2 separate regions of the Zea mays genome follow, and region 2 is linked to region 1. A link is a contact called in public Hi-C data. All regions are on one chromosome and are shown on one strand. The core of a region is the stretch at or near the end of the contact, and the rest is flanking DNA. Distances in the headings are between cores, read along the strand shown.

What was found. Hi-C and Micro-C count contacts between places; a contact is called where the count stands out from the background.
Region 2: a contact with region 1 is called in a Hi-C map of ear, with 2.9 times the contacts expected there. The contact joins the promoter of LOC100284704 here to the enhancer-like site in region 1. A contact is called at or near these places in 2 of 25 Hi-C or Micro-C datasets (ear and tassel).

The regions. Positions count from the first base shown.
Region 1 is chr8:158,352,706-158,355,724 of Zm-B73-REFERENCE-NAM-5.0, reverse strand. No RefSeq gene overlaps it. Among protein-coding and RNA genes, the nearest start is that of LOC100282481, 50 kb to the right of the region's middle. Within about 2 kb of position 1,539, at least 8 of the 20 cell types and tissues checked have an H3K27ac peak or open chromatin away from gene starts, as enhancers often do. A contact at or near this core is called in ear, where this site is marked.
Region 2 is chr8:158,425,443-158,428,461 of Zm-B73-REFERENCE-NAM-5.0, reverse strand. It overlaps LOC100284704 (acid phosphatase), which reads right to left and starts at 1,550. Exons shown (of 10, transcript NM_001157599.2): 1 at 1,058-1,550; 2 at 737-831; 3 at 563-630; 4 at 416-459; 5 at 261-338; 6 at 1-150. The coding sequence starts at 1,371.

The DNA of each region.
Region 1 (3,019 bases), core at 290-2,789:
AAGAATGAATGCTTGAGGACTATTGATCCATGTCAATATCGTGTGCATCATTTTATTATGTATAAAGCAAGTTTAGGTTATTATGTATCAAGCAAGTTTAGATTTACCTTCATTACAATAATTCATATCATTGAGCTTCATCATCCTTCTTCATTACATTCATTATTTGTTGGTGCACCATGAAAAGTACAAATAGTGTGGCTATTTAGCGTTAAAGATACAAGCTCCATGCTAGCTAGAGCTCGTTTGGCAGTGCTGCGCTCCATGATTCTCTAACTCCAAGAGCTGATTCTCCAATAGAGTGATTCTCTAGCAAAAGTATATCTATTTGATAAAAACCGTTTGACAAATAGTCTGTGATGTGATTCTTGAGGGGTTGGAGAGTGGGGAGCAGCGAGAAGCAAGTTTTTTTTGGCTCCCACCTTCTAGTACAAAACAGAGAGTAAATTCATTCCGCTTTCACCGTGGAGCAGTTCAGTTTTTTTTGCTATTTAGCTACGCGGGAGTGATTCTCGCTGTGAGCGAAGCTGTTGGAGCTCTACCAAACGGGTATAGAAGTATTACCCACGCATGCTATCGTTAAGTACGCTGGATGGCAGAACAATGGAGTAGTATGTGGGTAGAGTGGAATTTTTTTTACATCTGGGATACAAAGAAACTCTTTTGTAGCTCTTGACATCCACCACCTGATGATCCATATAAATAGAAAAAAAATAAATTAGTAAAGGGTTAAGTTGTAAAATTTAATCTGTTTTTGTGGCCTTTAAATAATGTGATGTATGTGAGGGATTGTAAAAAAGAGTGTTTGCATCCAGATATAGAGAAAAATTTTCCGGCTGAGTGGGGGACTGGGGCGCACGTACTGATCGGTTGTACGTGCGGATCGCATAAACTGGGACCGGAGACCGTGCTGTGGTCGCGCCGGGCCAGGGCAGCGCCATGTGACCCCTTTTCTGAGCTCATGTGAGGCCGGGCGAGCCGCGAGCCAGTATATCGATCGCCGGCTGCATGCATGCAAGGGTCCGAAAGAACGGATCGACGTCGGCACGTCGCATACACGTGCCGCGCGTGACGAAATAACTAAAAAAGAAAGAAAAGATGCTATTTTTAGTCTCAGAGCACAAGCTATTATTAGGGATTTCCGTGATCAACCAATGGGTGCCTGGTTTCAAGGTCGGCCGGTGCAACTGTAGCCAATTCAAAACAGTGGAGCCTAGCTGGCTACGGATCCGACACATCGCGCATGCACACATCAACTCTTGAAAGCCAACGCCGAGACCTGACCTGCAGGGGCTACGCACGTCGTCGTCGGAAGTTACTGCCGTCGTCCGAGGAAAACCGCGCGCGGCCGCCGACGAACATGGCGAGGGCAGCGGCTATGATGGTAGTGCTCGCCGTGGTGGCGCTGGCGCTAGCCGCAGCGCCGCGCGCGGAGGCTGGGCAGAACTGCATCTGTGAGTGCATGAAGCTGTGCGTGCGGACGCGGATCCCGAGCATGGGCCAGTGCGCGGGCAAGTGCCGGGAGATGGCCTGCACCAAGAGCTGCGAGGATGCCTGCACGCGCAAGGGCTTCCCCGGGCTGCCCAGCGAGGGCATCCCCACCTGCGAGCTGGAGCCGCTCACCCCCGACGAAACGCACATGTTGCACTGAACGATGATGCACTTATGGGGCCATGTCCACCGGAGCTTTTACTGTTTGCGTGTCGCGCCGGTCGGCCCAGCGGCGGCGGTCTATGCTCCCGATGTGCATGAAAAATTCCCGCTGTTTTCTTTGGTGTTTGGTATGTACGTTATTATGTACGCTGCCTCTTCTCAAAGCATAGTATGCATAGTTCTGTTTTCTGGCATTCGATGGCCGGTTGCCCCACCTCCCCTGAAACACACACACCCCAACACAGACACGCAGATACGTACGCACGCTCTCAGCTGCAAAGTCATCACTGTTAGGACATGTGCAACCTAAATATTACTCCCTATGTTTATAAATATATGACTACGTTGATTTTTTTAAAACTTTGATCACCCATCTTATTAAAAAAACTTTGATTTATTTTTTGTGATTTATTTATCACTTAAGGTAGTTTGTGCTTAACTTAAAATTTTATATTTTTGAATAAATATTTTGAATAGACAAATTGTCAAAGTTTTCGAAAAAATTCAACAATGTCATATATTTGTGAATAGTACATTACAGTTTTATAAGCACTAGATACAACTAAGAAATCCCTTTATACAACCTTATTCACTATAACCTCTTACGATACGATTCATTTACGTGAGTTATATGAGTAGAACCGTATCTAGATTTAGAGAACCGTGCTAGAGACATTGATCTGAATACCCCATCAATAGAAAATCTCCAGACATGTGTATCATTGTTTTCCTTTAGATTGAAATTTTCCAGCAAGTATTGCATAATGCCTGCAAGAGATAGGTTTCCATGTATATCCTGAACCCAAAAATGTGAAGGGAAGGCCTGCTGCACAGTCCTAACTTTCCTATATTTTTTTGGGACTGCACCAACAATGATCGGTGCAAGCTCCTCAATAGAGCACCCATTAATCCATTTATCCATCCAAAAATAAGTTGTAGCTCCATCACCAATAATAGAGGTCACGTATACCCGAAATAAAGCTCTGTCTTGATTGGAAACATTAAGGTCAAGGTCTCTCAATGTTTACCGGAGTTTGTTTTCTGAAGCCATAGCCATCTCATTTGTAATGCCCAACTCATGGTGAGAAGATTAGGTATTCCAAGACCTCCCAAGTCGACTGGAGTGTATTAATGAATAGCAAGAGAGAAAGAGAAAGCACCGGTACAAACAAAATAAATACAACAGATCGGTTGGAGAGTAGAGGATGTGCATGAGAACCCCCTTTAGAAATTTCGTCCAGAGAGGCTTACAAATTCTGAGGTGGAGGGAAAAGAGAGAGAGAGACCAAGTGCAACTGTCAGACAACAAGGTGGTCCAGGAGGCACCCTCTTAGAATTTCAAAGAGATGGGAGTTGGAAATTTCGA
Region 2 (3,019 bases), core at 301-2,800, 73 kb before region 1:
TTTGCAGATGGTGCACTTGGAACTCCAATATTCAATAGGCAACCTCTGAGGAAAGTTCCTTTCTCAATGTCATCCAAAGCAGCATTTATCAATGGTAAACAGGCCTGAGCTGCATCCTTGAAGTCACTGTCTTTGGTTTCGTCCTTCTTCCTAGTCAGTAGTCACATATATCCATCATGTATTGTTGTCATGAACCAATAACGTTAATGATGATGTACAAAATTTGAAATATAAAATCAATACAGGTAGAAGCATCTCACCAATTCAATGAGATTGCAATTGAAGGCACCCCATACACTAAGGCCTCCCTCGCAGCAGCAATGGCAGAAGAGTGGAACCTACAGAGTTCTGAAATGAATTGATAACAAAATAGAAAATGGACAGTCAATGGACCATTTCTGAAACAAGAGCATACATCTCATATCCACAATTTGATCCCGTGTTGATACCACTGATCACCTGTATAAACAAAATAAGTGGTTTTTTAAAACCACAAATCAAATTACCTTCAAGATAGTAACACTTGGAAATCCTATTCCGAAAGAATAAACAATCACGGTACCAAAGCAGGAGACGACCAAGGAAACAGCCTCCCAGATAAGGCCAACGAGACACAGTCAACCGGCGTGCCTAAGTTTTCAATGATCAAAGTCAGCAAAGATAAAATATCGGGACCACCGGGCTCAGCAATGTGTGACCCAAATTGTGCACAATTGAATGAACGAATGGCCCTCACCTGATGTCTCAAAAGCTTTAGCGCCTGTGAAATCCACGGATGACGCAGCGATGGTTTCACGGATGGTAATTGAATGGCCACAGGCTTGCTTGTCCCTTCAAATAAACAAAGGGCCCCAAATCAGTTCGGTTCCACAATCACAGGCAAATGGCAACCAAATTAGTACATTAATGGGAGTAAACAGGCGCAGGGCGTCCCAAATCAGGACTACTTAATTTATCTCCCAACAAATCCAATGGAAAGCAAACAGTACTTTGCAATCATAAGAGCAAATGTAAGGGGAAATTAAGACGCCTTGGTTTTCTAAGTCGCAGCACGTACGATTCGGGGGCACACACGTGGACGTCGCAGCGGCCGGCGGCAACGAGGGCGTCGACGAGCGCCGCGAGACCCGCCGACCGGATCCCCCCGGCACAGGTCAGCAGCACGATGGGCCTCGCCGGCGTCCCATCTCCCGCGGGGGCATCGGACGCCTCCGCTTCCTGAGCCTCAGCCTCAGCCTCGCTAGCTGTGGCGGCGGTGCTGACCTCTGCCGCGGACGGGCGGCGGGCGGCGAGCACGGACTGTAGGTTGGAGACGAGCGCGGACGGGAGCGGGTTGCGCTTCGGAGCATCCTCGCCGGAGGTCGACTCCATCTGTCTCGCCGCCGGAGAGGTTATTTGCCGCTTGTCGGGGATGGCGTGGGGAAGAGAGAGATGTACCAACGAAGCGGCGGTGGCGAGGAAGTGCAAATGGACTGAAATAGGCGTTCTTTATGGATTTCAAGACCGGGCCCGCTTTTACGTATAGGCTGTAGGGTGAGGCTCCTTTTCTGACCTGCACATATTTGGGGAAATGTCGAGTACAGGCTGTAGGGTGAGGCTGTAGGGTGAGGCTCCTTTTACGTATAGTCAAATGCGCGTCCATTTGGAACTTGAAACCTAAACCAGTATGATTAGCTAGAGCCTTTTGATGTGTTTGGTTTGTGGAGTCACCCAATGCTTCATGAGGTGATGCATCATAAGTTAATTCCATCAATTTTAGTGGAATCAACTCACTCCTCATGTATATACTAATTATTAGCTTATGAGGAATGAGGTGGTGATGGACCAACTCATTCTATTCAACAAACCAAATAAAAATGCGAGGAGTGAGAAGAAGATGGATCACTTTATTCCTCAAACCAAACACACCCTTTTTCTTTGATCTATCGACTTGTTTGTTCCATTTTTCAGCTTCTGACCATTATCAGATGCTCAAAAAATCGTAAAGTTCAAGTTATAAGTTTTAAAAGACATTTAGAAAACTCATTTTATTTATTATTTAGATTAGAAATATTTTTAAAACTATTTAAATTGATATTATAAACTGCAGTTTCATATTAGAGTTGAAACCTAGAGTCATCTCAAACATCCCTCGGAGTCTTTGTTTTTGGGCATGTACAATGGCTCAATTAAGCCGGTCTTGTAAAATTTGTAGACAAACAAAACACCTTATTGATGCTAGGAGAAGAGAACGGGAGCTAGACGTGTGCTCTAGGTCGAGTCATGCGTCGGAAGTATAGGTGTACCTTCGGGTTATCTGGTTCGACCTAGCTCAAGTCTAAAAATGTTTTGATCCATTTAAATTTTGATTTTGGGTCAATACGATTAGAAATTATTTTTAGTTATGTCGGGTCGGCACATGGTCTTAGACCTCGATCCACAGTTCGACACGTAATTGTTTAAAGCTCATTTCGGACGGTTCAAAATTATAAAAAACCAAAAAATCAATTTCTGATCCGACGGGAGCTTAAAATTTAAAACAAATTTATTAAAAAATAAAATATAAGATACATAAATTTGATCAAAATAAAACTTAATATTTCTATTAAGTTAATCGAGCTATGCAATAACTACCTCGTTAAAAAATCTCTTCTTAGAAGGAAAAAGAGTGCAACTAGCTTCAGACATAGTTTATAAGTTCAATTCATCTAATGTTCATAACAAAAGTAAAATTACATCACATACTCTAATTCAAAGCTGCAAAAAACATTTAACTAGTATCGTCTCCATCTTTGTGTTCTTTATCAAGCACATAAAAGTGTGGATTAAAGTGTGGTTTTAATAAATATATGGGTGTTTTCATGTCTCTATATAGGTCATTTCGTGCTTACCTTAAACAGATCGTGTGTGTGCCCGTCCGTGGGCCGTGACCTTAGCCCAAGCATGGCCCAGTATATTGGGCCATGCCTTCCTGACACTAATTATATGAGGGACGTGTCATGTCTGGGTAATGTTTTTTTCGTGCTTCGGACCCGCTATC